Regions from separate parts of the Hordeum vulgare genome. Here region 2 is linked to region 1. Evidence: chromatin contacts called from public Hi-C data. All regions are on one chromosome and are shown on one strand. Each heading gives the region's core, a stretch centred on a gene start, on an enhancer-like site or on the middle of the called end of the contact. The rest is flanking DNA. Distances are from core to core; before and after follow the strand shown.

Region 1 (4,753 bases), core at 415-2,914:
TAATCAATTCCGTAAACGCAAGCCGACCGACAATGAACGCAGAAGAGAGTTTTGGCGTGACATCCTTCACTCCGCTGCATTTACTTCTTCAGGTTCTGAACAGTCGCGGGTATCCCTCGCTTGTCCCATTTTGCTTGCTTCCCCTGTAGGAGTACTACTACTGCACTGCCTAGTCATCATCAGAGAGCTACTCCTACATACATACACACGCCAACCTGCTGCCAACCTTCATTGATCGCTTCAAATGAATCATTGCATGCACGGCCGGGATCTCCATGCACGCATTTTCCCTAATCAATGCCCACCCTGTGGTACTGCTCCTGCTAAAACCCAGCCAGCGCTTCTCTTTTTGCCGGGAAAACCTCAGCGGTTCGAGGCAGGTTAGCTACTACCGGTAATAAACTACACTGCCCTGGGTTAACGACCACGGGGGGATGGTCAGGACATGCACTTTGCTCGCGGTAAGTATAGTGGACTAGTGGAGCTGTAGTTGGACGATGGCCAGCAGGCGGCAGCAGCAGCATGTGGTGGTCTCTGTAGATTAGATTTGATCCGCACGACGGTGTTTCATTCAGGAATAAATAAATGGGGGAATAATGTACATGCCGTGCCGTGGGGCTGTCTGCGGATTGGATTGCTGCTGCGTGTGAGCCCGTCCGTGACTAATCCAATCATCGCGTAGATGGAGAGAGAGGCTGCCCCGGCGAGGAAAAAGCGAACGAAATGCTGCCGCGGCAGTAAACGGGGGGTGCCGGCAAGGGCGGCAGCAGGCGGATGAGCACAATGATAGGGGGCCGCGGTGCGTACGGCGGCGCTGCTTTGCGTTCGCGTACAGGTCGCCAAAAGCATCATCCCTGTACGCACCTGCGTGCTGTTTTCACATCTCCCGCGGAACAGGACACGGGAAAGTGAAAAGAGGAGGGAGCCCGTCCATCCGGCTCGTACGAGTACGAGTAGTACTAGTACCTCCTCATCATGTATATGTATACAAGGCATTTCCTGCCGAAAACAGGCACAATAATTCAGTCAGTCGACATGGCTTTTACCCTTCTTTTTCCTCTTGTCTTGCATAGCAGCTCCCCAAGGAAAAGCACTGTAGTGCAGTGCATGCACTGCCGTGGCAGTGCTGGGCCGGGCAAGGTGGAAAACCCCTTTCTTCACGCACAATCCATGATGGAACCACGTTCCCAGCCACGCCGCCGACCAGGAAACCCGGGGCGAGTCGAAGAGCCATCCAGCCAGGCAACAAACAACCGGGCCAGGAAACGGGAACGGAAAACCGAATGCCCAAATCTATCCACCACCACTCCAAAAATACGCTTCCCTGAAAGATTTCACCGCGAATGCGGAACTCCCATCCGAGAAGCGGAGAAGCCACGCAGAAGCGTCGTCTCCGCCGAGCACGAGCAGGGGCAGGGGAGAGAGAAGAGGAGTGCTACGTACGTACTAGTACTGGTACAGTGGGATACTTGTAGCTACAGGGGAGATTCGCGGTGGGGCGCAAGGGGCCGCACGCGCAGGACAAGCGGGGGCGTAAATGCGGTTTTGGACCGCTGCGCCGGCGTGCGCGGTGCCGTGAACCGCTCCCTCCCTCCCTCCCTCGTCCTTCCCTCCCCACGCCAAAGGCAAAACCGAGGCAGAGAGAGAGAGAGAGGGGGTAGGGTGACGACGCGGGGCAGAACAAAACAACCGCTTCCTCCTGCCACCCCGCTCTGCACCGCAGCAGCGGCGCGCCGTGCTGGAGCCGCTTTTTTGACCGCTTCCGACGGACCCACCACCCAGCAGCGCAAGCACCACACGCTAGCGGTAGCGTCCTTCCTTGGGAGGAGCCGTGGTACTACTACCATACCATACCACCACCACCACTACCACCACTGGAGGCCGCTGTACCGCTACGCCACTCCCCCACTCCTCACTGCCCCGCTACCGCTCCACGGGCTCGCATTGTGGCTCTGGTTTGAGGTCTCGGGAGGAGGAGGAGGAGGAGCGCGCGTGATCTGAGGCGGGGCGGAGGGGCGCGGGAGAGATGGCCGGAGGCGGGGGCGGGGGCGGGGGCGGGGGCCAGAAGCAGGACGACATGGCGCCGCACCCCGTCAAGGACCAGCTGCCCGGGGTCTCCTACTGCATCACCAGCCCTCCTCCGTGGCGTGAGTGCTCCGCTCCGCTCCCTTCCTCCCTCCCTTCCTCTCGTATCACCGGCGGTTTTCCGGGCGTCCGTTTCGGGGTTTCTCTTCGCGGGGCTGGGTTTTCCCGGTCGCGATGGCGACGGACGGGCTGCTTGCTTGCTTGCTGGTCATGCCGTTGCTCCCGTCGTTTTCGGGGGTGGTGGGTTTCGTGGCCTCGGTGGTTGGTGGATGGGGCTCGCAGATGCGCCTCGCTTTCGCTCGGGCTTGTTGCGCGGCGAGGAACCGCCGCCAGATCTGCCTGCCCGCCTGCCCGCCCGAGCTTTCCTCCCCGGTTTCTCACTCGGATATTCCTCCAAAATAAAAAGCGGGCTGCCTTTTCCGTTTTGTTCCCCCTGCAAGTAGTTTATTAATGCGCTTTAATGAGGTTCCGCGTTGAATATCCTCTGCATAGTTTATCTGTATCCGATAATAATAGCTGACGCTGCAAAGCTTTGACCCGTGTTGATTGATGGCTTGATGCTACTCGACATTCAACAGACAAGGAATTTGCATGATTGTCGGATGGGTGGGGTTTTTTCGATGGATTTTCTTGGTGTTGTTCCCACCTTTGATGTTCAAGTCGCGGTCTGGTTTCTCAATCTACCTTTGATTCTGGCTTCTATTCTCACGAGTTTTCGGGAATCTGGTGCTATATTTGTGATTTTGTACGGTGGTAGTACAAATGAGCCAAGGTTTCATATGAACTCACGCGTTGACTCGTTTCTGCTTTACCGCGTGCACCGGGCGTTCTTTCCGGTTACTATATAAGTATATTGTTGCCGATCTACTATCTTCTTCTATGTTTACTTGGCGTGTTCCGTGCTGTGGTTCCAGTGAATTCCTAGGCACTGACCGTGTCGGTAGGTGGTTCCAAACCGGAGGTCCGTGTCCACCCATCGTTGTCACACTCAGCTGCATTCATGCTCCAGATACTTGGCAGGGCGTTTTCATTTCCATTTTCTGCCTTCTGCGTTATCAGACATTCTTTGTTTGTTTTAGATAGATAGTAGTAGCTTGTTTCCAAGCAGCTTTGTTTAAGTTAATGCAGGGATGTACCGGCTTGCTCTGTGTACGGGCGCTTCAGTACAAATAGTACTGCCGGTAATAAGTATGATCCATTTTGTAGAAGATCGAATTCTTGTTTGGTTATGAGTCACTTGTCTGTGTCTGAGTCTGAACCGAGTCAAATAAACATGTAAAGCTGACACTGCAAATAAAGAGTCACATTATTTTGTTATATCCTAATCTTCTTTATGCATTTAATGCGCGCCCTTCCTGAACTTAGTTCTGTACGCATCAGGACCGGGGGGGGGGGGGTGTTAATGACAGTCCTTTTATGTCTTGAACTCTTGCTCATTACATGGGAGAGTTGTAAGGTTGAACTCTGCATGGAAAAATGATGAACAAGAAGTCCTTGTTCAAACTGGATGATGTGGTCATATCGGCAGTTATATTTTTGTATGCATTTCTTCAAAGTTTGATCAACAAAATATGTTTTGCTTCTTATCTTTTTGCTAGCCTGCCTTGCGAAGTATGTCTACAGAAAGCAGGAAAATTTAACTATTGAAATAGTTTATCTATACACTTCCACTATATTCTGTGTAACTTATATGACTTGGTTCTGAAATTTGATTATGAAATCTTACATAATGCAGCGGAGGCCATTCTTCTTGGCTTTCAGCATTATCTGGTCATGCTTGGAACTACTGTTATCATACCTACTGCACTTGTTCCACAGATGGGAGGGAACAATGTAAGGCTACACTAGATTACCAAGTGGTGTTGCTTTGGACTGAATCTGTTGATTGATGACTAATGGTGTTTCAACTTTGCTAGGAGGACAAGGCAGTTGTTATCCAGACATTGCTGTTTGTGGCTGGAATCAACACCCTTCTACAGAGTTTCTTTGGTACCCGATTGCCTGCGGTGATTGGTGGATCATACACCTTTGTTCTGCCTACCATTTCGATCATACTCGCAGGGCGCTACACGAACGAACCAGACCCGCACACTGTATGTTGAAAAGGCTGATAATTCTACCTGCTTCCCAGTAATCTTTTCCTAAATATAGACTAATGAATCACCTGGATTTTATTTTTGAAGAAATTCCTCAAAATCATGCGTGGAACGCAAGGTGCTTTGATCGTTGCTTCTGCACTACAGATCATAGTTGGCTTCAGTGGCCTTTGGCGCAATGTTGCAAGGTAGGAAGATGAACACCGCATAATTGTTATTTCTCAACTAAATTGCTGTTCCATATGCACTGAAGCAAGAAGTGTTCTAGCAGGAGTAGCTTTCAATCTCACGAATATACTGATTTTTGTTTCAGATATCTCAGTCCACTGTCAGCTGCTCCTTTGATAGCGTTAGTTGGCTTTGGACTGTATGAGCTGGGTTTTCCATCGGTAAGATCTGAGCATTGTGTTTCTACTCGATACTTGTTTAATCATACATACTTATGTTTGAACAACAAATATACAGGTTGCTAAATGTGTTGAGATTGGTCTGCCTGAACTAATCCTTTTGGTGATATTCGCCATGGTTCGACTCAATTCCTATGCACTCAATATTTTTAACCTTTTGTTATG
Region 2 (4,472 bases), core at 1,893-4,392, 400 kb after region 1:
TGACGGCCAACACACACTAAAACGTACGGAAGCCAAACAATTTAGGGAGGTGGGTGTACGTAGGCACGGCGTCAGGATCAGCTCGGCGAAACCAGCAACTTTTGCTTGATTGAGTGCATAGAATTCAACTAATTCGAGATAGATAGATAGAAACAAAACTGGTTAATTCGATCAATCCCAGTCGTCCGTACACAACGGCCCGCGAAAAGCGTTTGTTTTATAGATCCGTCTGGTCTCCGTCCCGCGGCGTTTGCAACACCGTCCGCAAACCTACGTTTCGGACAAGCCGAGGGCATCTTCAACGCCGACTGCAAAAGGGACGTGCTTAGAGCATCTTCAATCGTTGTGTTCTTCTGTCCTTCACGAGGCGGTTTTTCGGCCTTCTGGGGTTGCTATGATGGAATTTCCAGCCGTCCCCCATCCAGCGGAACACATGCGGGAAGAGTGAGGAGAGATTTCTTTTTTCCATACACATGAGTGGGTCTAGCAGGAAAAAGGGAGGAGAGAGAGAGAGGAGAGAGGCTGGCCGATGCGGTTTGTGCATGCAGAAATAGGCCGGACGTCCCAAGTGCCTCCGGAGGGCTAGATTTGGCATGGGATCGCCGGGGCTAGTTTTGTCCAAATCTGACACAAAATAACGTCCTCAGAGCATGACCGCCTGACCGGGACTTTTTTCTACCACCGGTATTAAAAAAATGCTTAGGGCGTCCTCCAGGCCGAGTGGAGATACTCTTACTAGTATTTGTTCACGGACGAATCCGGATTCTTCACAAACAATGATAGGCCGCGATCATTTGTGCCCTAATTATTTGCCCGTGATATAAACAAATTATATTATTCATGTGAACATGATGGAATTCATGCAAACTGATATAAACTTGGACATAATTCACATAAATCGGATGATATTACGTCGATCAACTAACTTTTAAAAAAACAACACTAGTTTGTACCGGATAGCGACCTCATGCGCTTGAGCGGCTGGCCGGCGACCTCATAGGCTTGACCGGCTGGCCAACGACACATTCGTCATTGTTTGTGATGCCGTCGTAGTTGGTGTGAGAGTGATCCTTCCAATGACGAAAGAGCACAGGGGCGTGATAGCCTTGCGTGGCCGCCAATACTTATGGAGGAGCGCTCGACTTCCTCTTGCGTCATGTGGACGGCCGCCTCACCCAACACACACCCTTTGGTTGGGGATCCTTGCACTCGCTAGCGACGACGGAGGTGTCGTTGAGTCACCGACCGATCAAAAGGCCAAGCCTTCATGAAGCCGTCGCCCATCAGGACCCAGGCCGGCGTGGCATCACACTTCATAAATGCCTCAAGGCATGTCACTTCCTCTGCTTCGCCTCCCGGGGCACTCTCTCCTCTGCTGACATGATGATTTGCGATGAGAAGTCGTGGCCACCGTGACCACCGAGGTAGTGGAGGAGACGCACACACACCTTTCCGCGATCATGGGGATACCTCCTCCTCACGACCTTGCCGCATGAGACGCCGGCTCGTCGATGTGGTGGTGACACCCGCTCCTTCACGCAACGTTTGATTTGGACATCGCAATTGGGGGGATGCCTTTACGCAATCTCACGACGACGGGGACGGCAACAGACAACGGTACTTGAGGGACTGGTCGAGCATGATCTCCGTTTGCGCCTTCACGACGAGGGTAACATGACTACTGTTGCTCCAACTCCTTCTCGTTGTCGAAGGAGATGATGATCTCCTTCTTCTCGAAGGAGCTGATTGTCGTGAATGATGATGGCCTCGGAGGGCGAAGGTGGTAGTGCCACAATCCGGATCTGGAAGGCCACTCGGATCTACGACGTGCCGACGCCGAGAACCAAGACTTCGACATCAACGACGGTAGTGAGAGAAGTGGAGCGGAGCAGTTATGAGCAGATATAAGAGGATGTGAGATGGAGCGGTGTGGACAACGTCGAAGCCGCGCTTATATACCCACAACAAAGGCGAACAGACGAGCACCTCGCTTCAATTCGATGACCGGCGGAAGAAAGCTTCTCAATAGCCGCGTCGATATTGAGGAGGCGCATCCCATTCGTTCCGACGTCGTTTTGACCAACATCAAAACCGTTGAGTCGCGTCTGCCTTGAAGCAGGTTGACCGGCACGAGTGCGCGATAACCATTGCACACGAAGAGGGTGTTGGATGGGACCAAGGCGTCGGACTGTACAATGAAGTCAGTCCGAAAGCCCGCATACCTCCCCTGATTTGCGTCCGGTTGCGGAATTTCGGGCATGTAGATTCGTCTGTGTACCAACGGGCTTCATGTTGGATGGCTTTACAGAGTCCGACTACTATTGCTCCTACTCCTTCTCGTTGTCGGAGGAGATGATGATCTCCTCCTTCTTGAAGGACCTGACTGTCGTGGATGTCGATGGTCTCGTAGGGCGAAGGTGGTGGTGCCATAATCCAGATCTACGACATGTCGACACCGAAAACTAAGTCTCCGGCATCAACGAAGGCGATGAGAGAAGTGAAGCGGAGCGGCTATGAGCGAATATAAGATGGAGCGGTGTGGACAATGCCGAAGCCATGCTTGTATACTCACAACAAAGGCGAACACACGACTACACGAGCACCTCTTCGATTGGACGACCGACCGGAGAAAGCTTCTCGGTCGTCATGTCGACATTGAAGAGGTGCATCCCACTCATTCTGACATCGCTTCGATCGACATCAATACTGTTGAGTCACGTCTGCCTTGAAGCAGGTTGACCGACATGAGTGCGCGGTAACCGTTGCATGCGAAGAGGGTGTTGGATGTGACCAAGATGCTGCACTGTACAGTGAAGTCAGTTTGAAAGCCCGCATACCTCGACTGATTTGCGTCCGGTTGCGGAATTTCGGGCATATAGATTCGTCCGTGTACCGACGGGCTCTTCATGTTGGATGGCTTTACAGAGTCCGGACACGTTGGTCCTGTTATTTGCGGACGTTGAGGGTCCGAGATACCCCGAGCACCCAAAAATGCACTAGTCGTACGTGACTGACAACGTCCGTTCACGTGGTGCTCGCGACGCGAAAGCGAAGCGGTCGAAAACGAACCGTAACTACGTGGCCGGTCACCGGGACGGGATATATACCACCACCACCACGGTACCACCCCGGCAACCGAGCCGTTGCTCTCTCTCCTCTTTATAAAACAGTGGTGCACCACACAGCTCGCCACTTGCTCCCTCGCCCACGTTTCCCCGGCCGGCACAGGCTACGTTGAGCCAGGACCAGGACCCACCCAGCTCTGGTCACGGGGAGCGCGCGTCTGCGGGCGGGCGGGCGGCCGGAGCGAGCGGGGATGGGGAACTGCCAGGCGGCGGAGGTGGCGGCGGCGGTGGTGCAGCACCCGGGCGGGCGGGTGGAGCGGCTCTACTGGTCCGCCCCCGCGGCGGAGGTGATGCGCGCCAACCCGGGCCACTACGTCGCGCTCGTCACGCTCCGGGTCGCCGAGGAGCGCCAGGACGCCGGCGCCCGCCGAACCGTGCGCCTCACCCGCGTCAAGCTCCTCAAGCCCAAGGAGACGCTCCTCCTCGGCCACGTCTACCGCCTCATCACCGCCAACGGTGAGCTCCGACTCGAGCTAGCTACGCTCCTCGTCGTCCTCCTCTGCCCCGCTTCTCCCTGCTGACGCTGACATGTGGCATGGGAAAATGGTGCGTGCAGAGGTGACCAAGGCCGTACAGGCGAGGAAGGAGGAGAAGCTGAGGAAGGCGCGGCAGCAGCTCCAGCAGCTGGAGTCTTCGACGCGGCAGAGCAAACTGCGGCCGGCGGCCGACGGTGACGACGATGACGACGACGACGAGGCCAGCTTGGATGAGAGTCTCGATCAGGTGGTTACATGGACTTGCGCTCTCTTCAATCCAACTACTTTTTTCTCCCTCTCTCTGCCGATGCCGCCATGCACGTTCTCTGCATGATTGATGCGCCTTTTAATCGCCTTCTCTCCAAGGGTTACTAGTTAGTTGTTCCTCGCGATTCTCATGTCTTCCTCAGTTCGTCCACACACAACACTGGGAGGATGAATTTTATCTGCTACTAATTGCCATTAGAATTTTCACAGCTATAAAATCTGCCTAGTTTTCGCAGAAATGGCAGCCCTTAGCTCAATGGAGAGAATCACTTTGGAATAGTATTAGTACCTGACAATTCTCAATCCCCAATTGGCACGCATAAAACAAGATGTGGTCCTGTGGATCCAACTGATTGATGCCATTGTACCGTCCAGAAGGGAGTTTAATGCTTAAAATAGGGGGGGAAGCAGAATGATAAAACAATCATGTATTCATGATGATAAATAAAATAGTAAGGAAGAGTCGCAACTAGTGTCAGGAGCAAAGAATCGTCGTCTGCGAGATCCCTTCTTCTGCTTCCGCTCTGAACCGCGGCAACATGCAGATGTTCCACCTTCTGATTACTCTACTTGATTGCAGTTGGCGCGGCAGGACGGAGGAGAC

What was found. A called contact is a pair of places that touch in the nucleus more often than the background predicts.
Region 2: a Hi-C map of leaf shows a contact between it and region 1, with 6 times the contacts expected there. The contact joins the promoter of LOC123401848 here to the promoter of LOC123402522 in region 1. A contact is called at or near these places in 4 of 6 Hi-C or Micro-C datasets (leaf and seedling).

Annotation. Positions count from the first base shown.
Region 1 is chr6H:508,967,007-508,971,759 of MorexV3_pseudomolecules_assembly, forward strand. It overlaps LOC123402522 (nucleobase-ascorbate transporter 6-like), which reads left to right and starts at 1,665. Exons shown (of 14, transcript XM_045096442.1): 1 at 1,665-2,147; 2 at 3,821-3,918; 3 at 4,002-4,178; 4 at 4,269-4,369; 5 at 4,495-4,570; 6 at 4,647-4,706. The coding sequence starts at 2,027.
Region 2 is chr6H:509,366,808-509,371,279 of MorexV3_pseudomolecules_assembly, forward strand. It overlaps LOC123401848, which reads left to right and starts at 3,143. Exons shown (of 3, transcript XM_045095706.1): 1 at 3,143-3,581; 2 at 3,682-3,848; 3 at 4,449-4,472. The coding sequence starts at 3,317.